4 separate regions of the Rattus norvegicus genome follow, and regions 2, 3 and 4 are each linked to region 1. Evidence: chromatin contacts called from public Hi-C data. All regions are on one chromosome and are shown on one strand. Each heading gives the region's core, a stretch centred on a gene start, on an enhancer-like site or on the middle of the called end of the contact. The rest is flanking DNA. Distances are from core to core; before and after follow the strand shown. Region 1 overlaps Arhgap26 (Rho GTPase activating protein 26). Region 2 overlaps LOC100911367 (a long non-coding RNA gene). Region 3 overlaps Arhgap26 (Rho GTPase activating protein 26). Region 4 overlaps Arhgap26 (Rho GTPase activating protein 26).

Region 1 (2,684 bases), core at 113-2,612:
CCCCGATTAGGCTTTTCTGACAGGTGTCAGTCACTTTAGGAATCTATGGGTTTTTCTTCTGTAAAACCCTCACCTGATTCTTTGGGTCATTCTGAAGTTCTCCTGCAGATGCTGCATCAGCAGTTGTGAACTAGTTTTCCTGAACCTTTCTCAGCTCTCTCTCACACACATTCTGCCAATTCTGCGCCCTCCTTCCCCACAGTAGTAGCCACTTCCCTGTAGTAGCCAGGTAACACATTTTCTTTGTATTGGTTGGCTAGCTGTTCAGTTTGAAATGTTTTGGGTACTTCTGTTTAATTCTGTTTATCTCAGATGATTTGCTTTTAGAGGCAGAAAGACCATAATTTCTTGCAGCCTTTAGCATAGCACTATTGTATATGATTGCCCAATATTAATTTTTTATGGTGAGTACAGTTTTGAAATTGCATTATTTATTTTTTCCTCTGGGAGTTTAGTAATGAGACTAGAGAACATTAGTTAGCTGCTAATTAAATTAAAGCTCTAGCAAGTACACACATAATTTGCTTTTGTGTAGAGATATGGTAGTATAAGTGAAGCCAGAATAACAGAAGCTAGACATTTATGGAAGATCTGAATTAAAAAAAAAATTAGTACCTTCCAGTCAGCAAGCATCTTTCCAAGTTGTATTTTCAGAGAAGGATGCATATTGTAGGTTGAATAAGAGATAGAGGGAGCCCTAGGTTTGAAGGCAGGACTGACTCTCACTAGCCACAGGACTGGTACTAAGATGGTGCTGGTTGTGACTGCCGGGGTTGTTTTGAAGCTGGGATATAGCAGTGTCCCTCTCTGATGGTGTCCCACGTGTGTAAATGTTTTTGTATGCTCCGAACTATGGGACTTAATTTTTCTCCTGGTAAACCTTACCTTTGCTAAAAGTCCTTCCACACTGCCTTGCGGTAAGCTTGCTTCTTTTCCCATAGCCTTGTCGATTTATATGAGAGTGACTTGAGGCACTGGAAGGGTTCCTGTGAAGAAGGCCCACTAGGGGGAGATTCTGAAGGCAGTGCTGTGCTTCCTAACTTGATTCCCACAAAAGAGGAAGTTTTATGTCCACATTCAGTTTATGATCTCCCCAGGAAACCATTCTAATTTTAAATGAAGGTAGTTTACGGTCTGGCTTGGTATGAGTATGGTGAATAGGTCGTTTTGAGTGTCTTTGTGAAACTGTGTGACTCTTGAGATTGTTTTCCAACGAGGATCGATCCATCTTACGTAACAGGCTGTTTGAGTGTTCGGCCTCTAGGTGGCAGTTTTGCACGTGCATTGGTGGCTCGTGGGTCTATGAAGTGTACTCGTCCTTTAGACACTGGTAATTCGAAGACAGCTGCGTGTGTGGTTTCTGTAGAAGCGACAGTTTATATGGCTATTACTACTTAAGACAGAGAGTATTTTCAGTGAGTCATTCTTTCTCTTGAAGTTCCTTCCTCTCACCCTTTTCACAGATCGTTCATACCTACTTTCTGGCAACAACTAGCTGGCCCGCCCAGTTTGTCAGGCCTCTTTAAATATGGCAGTTTAGCTGGGTGAACCAAGATGCTAGATTCTTTGCTTCGGGATGATGCATGTGAGGACAGCAGACTCGTCCTTCTGTCCAGCCTGTGCAGAGAACCAGGCCTCTCTGTCCCATTACAGTCTTTATCTCACAGAGCCACAGAGCGGATGAACTGTTTTTCCTGGTTTCAGTCTTCCCGCCCCTCCCCTTCTCGCTGCCTGTTTGAAATGCTACTTGACTTTGCCTTCCTGCCGGTTGGGTTGGAGTGCTGGTCTCTATGCCATTGACCTTTCAGGCAGGAAATGGGTTTTCCTTCCTCAGAGGGTGTTATGCTGCTCTGACAGCATGGCCAGGGGTGGAGTGGCCAGTGGGGGATGGGCATCATTCTTTCTGAATTGCTTCCTGGCTCTTAGGGATAGATAGCAAGCTGTCTGTTCGTTTTGCCTTCTAATTAAGTGAGAGCGTTGGCTATCTGAACCTGTTTTAAGTAGGAGTGGGTTTTGCTGGCTAGAGGAGTGGATGGGAGGGCGACCTAGGCAACGGCCGTCCGTCCTCTAATCAGTGCAGTGAAATGTGTTGGTGAGTGCACACATTTATCTGCCAGCTTCTCAATGTAGGGCTTAAAAAACAACTCAACACCAAAAATGTGTTATTACATAATTCTCAAGAGGGAGAGCAACGAAGCAGTAAATTCCACCTGCTCTGTTCATCATGAGACCAAAGAACCTTAGTGGCACAGAGGGTGGTGGATGAGGCAACGTAAGGAGGGCTTTGCTCAGCTCGCCTTCAGTAGTGGTAACGAGGGTTCCTGTTACTTTGCGTTGCGCCCGTCCCATTAGTCAGCAAAGCTTTTTCCTGGTGTACTGTGGTAACCTGTGCCTGTTGCTGTAGCAGTTATGTTCACGGGCCATGAAGTTTAACAAGCTAGAAATTCATCTGGTCTTCTAGGACTTTAAAATCTTTCAAAATAACTCTGTGTGAAGCTGTCTGATGGGGCTGGCAGTGATTATTCTCTGGACTGTCCCTATTGCCAGGGTCCTCCTCGGTCTCCAATCTTTCCTCTCAGGAGGTGAGTGCTGTAGGCTTTTGCTGATTATGATCCATTCATTCATTAGAATCAGACTCTTACTAACTTATTGATTCAAAGCTGCTGAGGAAAACATCTTAGGGA
Region 2 (2,684 bases), core at 86-2,585, 260 kb after region 1:
CTTTCTTTCTCACTGGGAGTATTCAGCATGTCGCTATTTCTCCTCCCCAGATCTTCAAGACACATGAAGCAGTGTAATTGCCCTGCCTAATAGGTAATAAAACTGTTCATGGCAGTCACACAAGCTAGGAATGAGGCAAACCTATAAGCCCAGCATAAATTTATCTACTTCTACAATCCATATGGTCTCCAAAAACTTTTTTAGGAATCCCTTCATACACAGCTATGTTTCAGTGCGTGTATGTCCCACACAGGACCATTTCTAAGTTTGGTAAAGGGCTGTCCTTCCCTGTTTGGGCTTTGACTCTCTCTTGAGTGATGTCAATAGCCCCCTCTTGGTCTTCTGAGCAGAGAGCTTCTCAAGAGCACAGCCTCTGGGGATGCTCAGCTCTGGTTCTGCAGAGACAGAATGAGAGCTGGGTGAGTTGGAGTGACAACCGTCTTTCCTCTTGAAACCTTTGCTTCACTGATCTCGGGCTGTCTGCTCGGCAGTTGTTGGGCTTTCTGCACATACTCTAGGTTCTCAGGTCAGTCCGGGACTTCAGCTGGAGCTTGGCAGGCCCAGCACCTTGGAGACTGCACTGCGCAAGTAGCCCCCACAGAGGCCCACCCATGTTTGCCTGACTGGAAATATGGCCTGTGAAAATTTTTTATTCTGAAAACATTTTCTTTTTCCCCCAGCTGTTGAGGGCATAACTTCAGGCCAGGGAAGCCCCACAGACTTGTGTCTTCTTGTGCGAGAACCTCGAGAAGTATTTCCAGCCCGATCATCTTGTGTCCATGAAAGATCATTTTGTGCTATTTAAACTCCTTCTTGAGCCTAAAAGTCAGAACTAGTGAAGGGGGAAGGGACCCCAAAGTAGATGACAGCTGAGGTCCCAGGCCACAGAGAACACCCCATTTGTACTGGCTCCACTCCTAAAGTGAAAAGCTTATCAGTCCCTGAGAGGCCCATCTGATATGTGGGGCCTACCTCAGGGATGGGGCCTACCTCAGGAGTAGGACTGACCTCAAGTCTGGGACTGACTTCAGGTGTGGGGCCAACCTGAGGTGTTCAAGAGGATGGCAAAGGACAGAGCAGGTCTGTGTGACAGAGCTGCTAGGACTTGTTAGGCCTCACACTGACTCTTCCCCCTGCACCCTCTTATTTAATTCTCAAACCAACCCTGTGAACCAGGTACCTGCTGTTATTCCATTATGCCCATGAGGAAGACAAATACCAGATTAGGCAACTTTGTTCAAAGTCACAGAGTTAATAAGTAACAAGGTAGACCTAACCCCAGCTAACCCCACTGTTCACACCATCCACAACTGTCACACTGGGCAAGGCCCTTCATCCCCCCACCCTGAGAGGATAGCTGTTCTCTTATCTGCTGACAGCCAGCACCCTTTCTACTGGTAAGAGTACCTCACTTTTCTTCAGAAAAACACACGCCCCTTACCCTCCAGTCCCAAGGTTTGTATGGCTTGGCATCAACCCAGCCTCTCTGGTGGTGGCCGTGTATTCTGGCCTGGTATCAGATTGAGTGTTTGATTGCTTCAGGAATAAACCCAGGGTCTACAGTACCACAGCGCTGACCTGGAACAATGGGACAGCATAGAACCTGTGGAGCAGAGTAAGGGCTGTAACCCATGTTCCAGAAGCTTCTCTGTGTCACTTCTTCCTACCCCAGCCCTTATCTGGAGGCCAGGATGAGGCCCCTTCCTTTATGTGGACTGGTTGTTGAGACTGGAGAGTGCGTCAGTTAGAAAAGTTGCCTCAGATAGCAAACAGAAACCTGTGTATGTTGTGATATAAAGTGGACAAACACTGTCCTGGCTTGAGCAATGCTGGAATTGACTCACACAAAGAAAAGCCCAATGCCTGCCTCCGTATAGCCAGCGAAGCTCATTTTTATAGTACTGACATTTGCTCTCCTTTCTGAGCCAGAAGAAGCCATGACTACATCTTCTAAGGACAGGGAGGAATTATGTCTGTCAGAGTCCTCTACGAGAAGACTCTCCCAGCCCCCGCTGATTCACCCTGTCACTGACTGACTGGCCCTACAGTGATGCCTTAGTGTTGAGCTGGCTTCACCCCAGAGCTCTCACAAAGGATCCCCAGGGCAGCTCTAAGCAGGAATGGCAGTAAATCTAACCGTGAGATGGAATTGGGTGCCCATAGAGCTGAGCACACCCCGAGTCCACACCCAGACCTGCTCAACAGCCCCATGAACACAGGCTTGAGAAACACCAGACGCCCAGTTCAGACTTTCACCTTTCCTTGGGTGGAGTGGTATAGCTGGGCCTCTAGAGGGACATGGGTGGGTGGATCTGCTTTGCCTCCCTGGGAGGCCCTGCTGTGATGCTGTGTCTGTGATGTGCTCACAGTATTAAGGCTACCAGATAAAAGTGAAAATTCCAGCCTTGACAGGAAGGCCTACAGGTCAGGAGGACACTCCTGGTCCACCTAGGAGCCTACTTAGTGATTCTCTCTCTCTCTCTCTCTCTCTCTCTCTCTCTCTCTCTCTCTCTCTGTATGTTTGTGTGTGGTATCTCTCTGTGTGTGTATGTGTGTTTGACAGAGCGTTGTGAGTGTGTACATTTCTGTGTGTATGTTGTCTGTGTGTGTGTTTGAAAATGTGTGTTTGTGTGTGGTATCTGTGTGTGTGTATAGGTGTGTGTGTGTGTGTGAGAGAGAGAGAG
Region 3 (2,684 bases), core at 112-2,611, 230 kb after region 1:
ACCAGAGAGATGAGACCATGAGACTGGCCATAATGGCTTCAGTATCAATCCCTGCAGGTCTGCCCTAGCCTGGGCCTGAACTCTAACCTTCAGATCATGGGCCACGTCTGACTGAGGAATAAATGCAAGTGTCTCCACAGTGCGATGCTGGCTCAGAAGCCTTTATCCTCTCTTCTTTCCTTCTATTTAGTCTTCTTCTGGGCTAGCTGAATACTCACTCCTCCCGTTTCTCTTGACTCCGCCCCACCCTCACCTAGGTATTCAGTGCCCGTAGGTGTGGCTGTGCGTCTGTCCGAGTGCTTTCCTGACTTCTTAGCATAATGCTAATATAATTTAGAGAGATTAATACTGCTTCCAAGTAGAATCAGAGCACTGAGAGGAGATCACACTCATTTGTACATCATTGGGCATACGAGGAAAGGGCTGGGGAATCTAAGCCAACCTTAAACCGAAGCGAGCTGTCTTCTCGACAGGACAGTGCTCAGTGCTGCTGGAATGCGCTCACCAGATCTCTTTTGAAAAGCTATTTGGCAGGATATAGCATGACCCTTAAAAAAGATCCCTAACCTTTTACCCACTAATGTTACTTCCAGGAATTTATGCTAAGGAAACAATCCGTGACACACCGGCAGCGATCCTCTATAAGGATGTGATGGCTGCGCTATTTATACCAGCTGACAGGGGATTAGCGACCTGATGTGCACACAGAATGACTACATAAATTGGGTACACCGTACAGCACAATGCCCTGTAGCCACTGAAGATGCCCCAGAGCCTATTAAATGACAATGGAAATCCTTATATTGAGTAACAACAACGTCAACACAATGACCTAATAGCCATGTATATAATATTATGCTGATCCCAAAAAGTCAGAAGGCATTGGCTAAGATGTAAAGTGATGATCAGTTCTGTAAATTATATGTAACTTCACCACTGTTCTTTTTAAAGTGTGTTTCCATGTTTATACAAAATCATAATCTGGTTATAAGAATTTGGAAGGGTAAGCTTTCTTGCCTCTCTGTCTCCCATACTGTGATTGAACCCAGGGCCTTGCATGTTGTAGATAAAACACGCTATGGCCTACATCCCTCGTCCAAGATAAACTTTGTTCTTACCGGTGAGCTTATGTCTGCAGTCAGAGCACCCTTCCCCTCACACAAGCCCTGACTGACGATGTAAAGGGTCTGCTGTCTCTCCTGGGAACCTGCCCAGGTAATGCTTTCCCCAGCTTGGCAAGTACAAGCTGTGGCGGGTACACCACAGACTCCATCCTTCAAGTGACTCACCACACAGCGTGTCAAGCTGATGACATTACCACACTGTACTTGAACTATCCGCCACAAGCTCACACGCTGCCAAGCCTTCCGCTTATCTTCTGCCTAAACTGTAACTCTTTCACTGTGTTGGATGTCACAGGAACAGCCTAGGCAGAGAGCTGCTCCTGAGGGCACCATGGGCCAGCACACTATAGCCGATGCAAGCCTTCCAAATGAATGCAAACCAGCCCGGCAAATATTCCTTCCCCACTGAAGTCAAAGCCGTTACTGCCACAGTTGGGCCTATGAAGGCTTGGCAGGACTCCAGGAGTATTTAGCGTGAAGAATGTGCTGGGATACTCAACTGGGAACTACCCAGCTGGGCTGAGGGCTGTAAGAAGCCTTTATAGGGGTCATCTGCTAAAACTCTAGTTAGAAAGTTATTTCCTCCCATTCTAACCTCTATTGTTTGTTATGTTTGGCTTTATTAGTGGGAAAAGAATCCAGAATTTCTTATTGGAGGTTTTAGGGCCGAAGGTGAAATTGACCATTTTCTGTCAGCCTGATTTGTTTGGGATTGTAACAGTGTGAGAGACTTGTTTTTATTTGTTTGTTTGTTGTTAATTCTTGTCATTTTAATAAATAACCTATAGCCAGTTGTTGCTGTAGTAAAGAGGAAACTGATGGTTATACACATATGGGCTACCATCATTGCCATTATCATCACCACCACCATCATCATCATCACCACCATCACCATCTCTGCTCATTTTAAGTCCCTCCTTATATGCTGTATGAATTCCATCAAAACTAAAGGAGAATGTCTCAGTGTCTCTTGGAGGATCACTTCTATGTGTACAACCCTTCTGTTGTTGTAAGCACTCTTCAGCATATCAAAATGCGTGCTGGTGCTATTGACAGGGACATCTATGACTTGCCTCTGAAGTATAAACTGAAAAGCATAATTGCTTTAGTAGTTGAAAAGATCATAAAAAGAACTGTACAGTGTGTGTGTGCGCATGATTACTATATGAACGCCAGCACAGTGGTAATAGATTTTAAATTCTGGTCACTTCATAGCAAATAAATGTTATTGCTATGACTAAAACAAGCTAATAAAATGCTTTTAGACATTAAAGAGAGCGGTTAATATTGTGGCAGTTGACAAGAGACGTGAAAAGACACTTCTTTCTTACAGAAGTTACAATTGCCCTGCATTCTACCCCCAACCCCCACCACAGATAATTTCAGCCATGTTTTCCTGGCCAGGAACTGCTGAGCTGTCTGAGGGTACAGAACAACACTCCGAAGCCATATTGTATTCGCAGACTATGCTTCCCGTGCAGATGAGCTAGGAGGCTACGGGCATTTCCTCAATAAAGAAGGAATTTTAAACTATTTTGTAAATCCTTTTGAATTGTTCTG
Region 4 (2,684 bases), core at 126-2,625, 170 kb after region 1:
AGACTGTCTATACTATTATTCTTATCACAGGGACCGTGACTGAGTGAGCAGGAAATCAGACCACCTTGGCTCTTCTTCCAGCGTGGTCTGCTCTGTTATCAGGGGGGTGGGGTCTGCACTGCACGGTCACGGCGTTTGGGCCTAAGCTTCCCATGTACTTGGGTGTTTCCCAGAGATGGCAAATTCAGAAACTGCTGTGCATTCATCATTTTTATTGCAAAATTCATTAAGCTGCCATGCTATTATCATCCCATCTTGTCAAGATGATGCATTGCAGACTTCATTGCAAAACTCTAACAGGCAGCGGAGAGTGTTCCTCTCTCTCCTAGCTACAGCACGAGAATGCCTCTGGGGGGTTTTGCTTGTGCCTCCCTGTTCTCTGTATAAAACTCTGAGTCTTCGCAGAGCTGCTGTCTGATAACTCCCTTTTCTCCTCACGTGTGAGTGTGGAGACGGTGGGGTTGGGAGATTTGTCTGTGCAGAGTCATGGGTCCTCTGGTTTTTTGATGTTGTGGAAAAATAGCATGTTAGCCCAAATTTTGACAGGCTGCTGCAGAGTGGGAAATGTCCTGTGAAGAGACGGGGATCTGTGTTTCATGTTTACCCTTCAGTTCTCTGTGTTCAGAGGGCCAGGCGAGTTCAAGCCTGCCAAGACCTGTGCATTGGGTTTGGCTCTGTGATAAACAGACCCCGCCTCCTGTGCTGGACAGAGTTGCCATTAGAGAGAGTTAAAGTCGCTTAGTAAATATGAGGAGTGCAGGAGCTTAGCTTCCTCATTTCCATGGCAACTTCAGAACAAGTACAACATCACCAAAATTACTCTGTGGCTTTCCATTTTTAGTCGCTGTGATTTGGTCGCATACTTGTGTTTTCCGCTCCTGATTTGTACAGAAAACATAAATGCTGCCCACTGTCACCAATGCTTTGATTTTAAGGTCCCTGTCTGAAGCACCTGCAAAATCCAGTTCCACAAAACTACCCCTCTCCATTCTAGCAGAAGAAACGTTGATTGCATATTATGTTCTCTTGCTTAATGTGTGGCTATCCATGGGCCTTTGGTGTGCAGAATGCATGGGGCCATTCTTCAGAAAAGTGGGTGACCTCTGACCTCATAGGTCATTTCAGTAGACACTGTATGGCCAGATAGCCTATGCTCACACTTGAGTAGTTTGAGTCATTAAGGACCAATTCTACATCTGCTCTCAGCGCTTTAAAATATATTTTCACAAAAGTACCCAGCATATTCCTGATTCATAGTTATAACTGTCAATCTACCCTTTTCCCCGTTCCTGTGCTTTTGGTGACTGATACACAAAGAGGCAATCACTGACCACAGATTTGTTAGGGAGAACCTTCTTACCAACTCTAGCCAACCGAGGAGCAACCCTGGGAGTGTGACTCATAACTGGTGGCTGCTCTCTTTTGAAGTCCACTAGCATGTAACCCCCTTTCCTCCAGGAAGCTAGATGGCCCATTTCTAACTTCTAATGGGGCAGCCAGAACTGGCCTGAGTCATGGTGGACTCAGAAGTCCAGCTCACTACGTGAAGGGTGGTACCCTTTCATCCCGAGGATGTCTTCTACCCTTCTACTTCACTCTGAGGATCAGGTACTCATTTGCCCACAGGGGCGGGGCTTCCTGTCTTAAGTAACATGACTGAGTCATTTTCTCTTCATTTCTTAATTTATTCCAAATGCCCTCAAGTTTGTCTTGGTGCAGTTTGGCAGAACCACTGTAACATCCAGTTTGCTTTTGATTTTACTCCCCGACCCTTTCTCTGGAACAATCTTTACTTTCATGTCCACCTTCCTACTTACTGTCAGCATATCAGAAAACTTTCTCCTTAGAAGTTCTCAGCCATCTCCTCTGTGGTCCTGGGGCGGTGAGGCTTATCCCCTTCTGCTGTGGTGTGGAATCTGCTTCCTCAGTAGTCACTGTGTATGCCACAGGACTTCTTTTCCTTCTTGGTAGTAAGTTCCTAATCACTAGCCCTGTTAGTACACCTCCTGCACTCCTTCCTTCCCTCCCCCTCACTTCTCTCCCTTCTTTCCTCCTTCTGCCCCTCCCCTTCCCTCACCACTGAGCCACCTCTCCAGCCCCCAAAGAATGGCAGATTTTAATGTTCTCACTCCTTCATTGACTAAAAGAGACCTGAGTTCAAATGTTCCTCTGTAAATGATCATGTCAGTCTGTCCCTTGGAGATGGAGCATGCCTCTAACTCATATATGAAGGCTCCAGAAGAATTAACCCACTTATTTCTCGGCAAATGAAATAATTTCCAGTAAAATCATCTGCTTCTACTCCAGTGTGTCTAGAACGAGGGAAGGGACAGACATTCCAGGTCTGTGACATGCTGCTCCACAAAGGGTACCCAGGCCGTTTAGCTGCATCATCCCTCACATCTTTCAAGTCCAAACCATGTGTCCAAGGCTTTTAAGATGAGAAGAGACAGAAAGTTCTTCTCTTCGAGCAGTATTCCAGTGTTTATAAGACACATTCCTGCGTATGATCCCAGTTGATCCTCATGACAGCACACGAGCTAGCTGTCCAGGGCAGTCTTCACTCTCCCCATTTCACAGATTTACCCACACTCTGAGACTCCAGCAACTGGTCAGTGGTTACAAGCACGGGCTGCTCTCCCAGAGAACCCGGGTTCAATTCCAAGCACACACATGGCATTGGA

What was found. A called contact is a pair of places that touch in the nucleus more often than the background predicts.
Region 2: a contact with region 1 is called in a Hi-C map of liver, with 6 times the contacts expected there. The contact joins two enhancer-like sites. A contact is called at or near these places in 4 of 12 Hi-C or Micro-C datasets (kidney, liver, mammary epithelial cells and 1 more).
Region 3: a contact with region 1 is called in a Hi-C map of the A7r5 cell line, with 8 times the contacts expected there. The contact joins two enhancer-like sites. A contact is called at or near these places in 4 of 12 Hi-C or Micro-C datasets (the A7r5 cell line, the Rat2 cell line, Schwann cells and 1 more).
Region 4: a contact with region 1 is called in a Hi-C map of the A7r5 cell line, with 2.3 times the contacts expected there. The contact joins two enhancer-like sites. A contact is called at or near these places in 3 of 12 Hi-C or Micro-C datasets (the A7r5 cell line, kidney and mammary epithelial cells).

The regions. Positions count from the first base shown.
Region 1 is chr18:31,237,004-31,239,687 of GRCr8, forward strand. All of the region lies in intron 10 of Arhgap26 (Rho GTPase activating protein 26), which reads left to right. Among named protein-coding and RNA genes, the nearest start is that of Arhgap26, 150 kb to the left of the region's middle. Within about 2 kb of position 1,363, at least 51 of the 93 cell types and tissues checked have an H3K27ac peak or open chromatin away from gene starts, as enhancers often do. A contact at or near this core is called in the A7r5 cell line, Schwann cells and liver, where this site is marked.
Region 2 is chr18:31,492,151-31,494,834 of GRCr8, forward strand. All of the region lies in intron 2 of LOC100911367 (a long non-coding RNA gene), which reads right to left. Among named protein-coding and RNA genes, the nearest start is that of Nr3c1, 120 kb to the right of the region's middle. Within about 2 kb of position 1,336, at least 13 of the 93 cell types and tissues checked have an H3K27ac peak or open chromatin away from gene starts, as enhancers often do. A contact at or near this core is called in liver, where this site is marked.
Region 3 is chr18:31,465,745-31,468,428 of GRCr8, forward strand. The region is part of intron 20 of Arhgap26 (Rho GTPase activating protein 26); the gene reads left to right. Among named protein-coding and RNA genes, the nearest start is that of Nr3c1, 150 kb to the right of the region's middle. Within about 2 kb of position 1,362, at least 13 of the 93 cell types and tissues checked have an H3K27ac peak or open chromatin away from gene starts, as enhancers often do. A contact at or near this core is called in the A7r5 cell line and Schwann cells, where this site is marked.
Region 4 is chr18:31,407,071-31,409,754 of GRCr8, forward strand. All of the region lies in intron 19 of Arhgap26 (Rho GTPase activating protein 26), which reads left to right. Among named protein-coding and RNA genes, the nearest start is that of Nr3c1, 210 kb to the right of the region's middle. Within about 2 kb of position 1,376, at least 17 of the 93 cell types and tissues checked have an H3K27ac peak or open chromatin away from gene starts, as enhancers often do. A contact at or near this core is called in the A7r5 cell line, where this site is marked.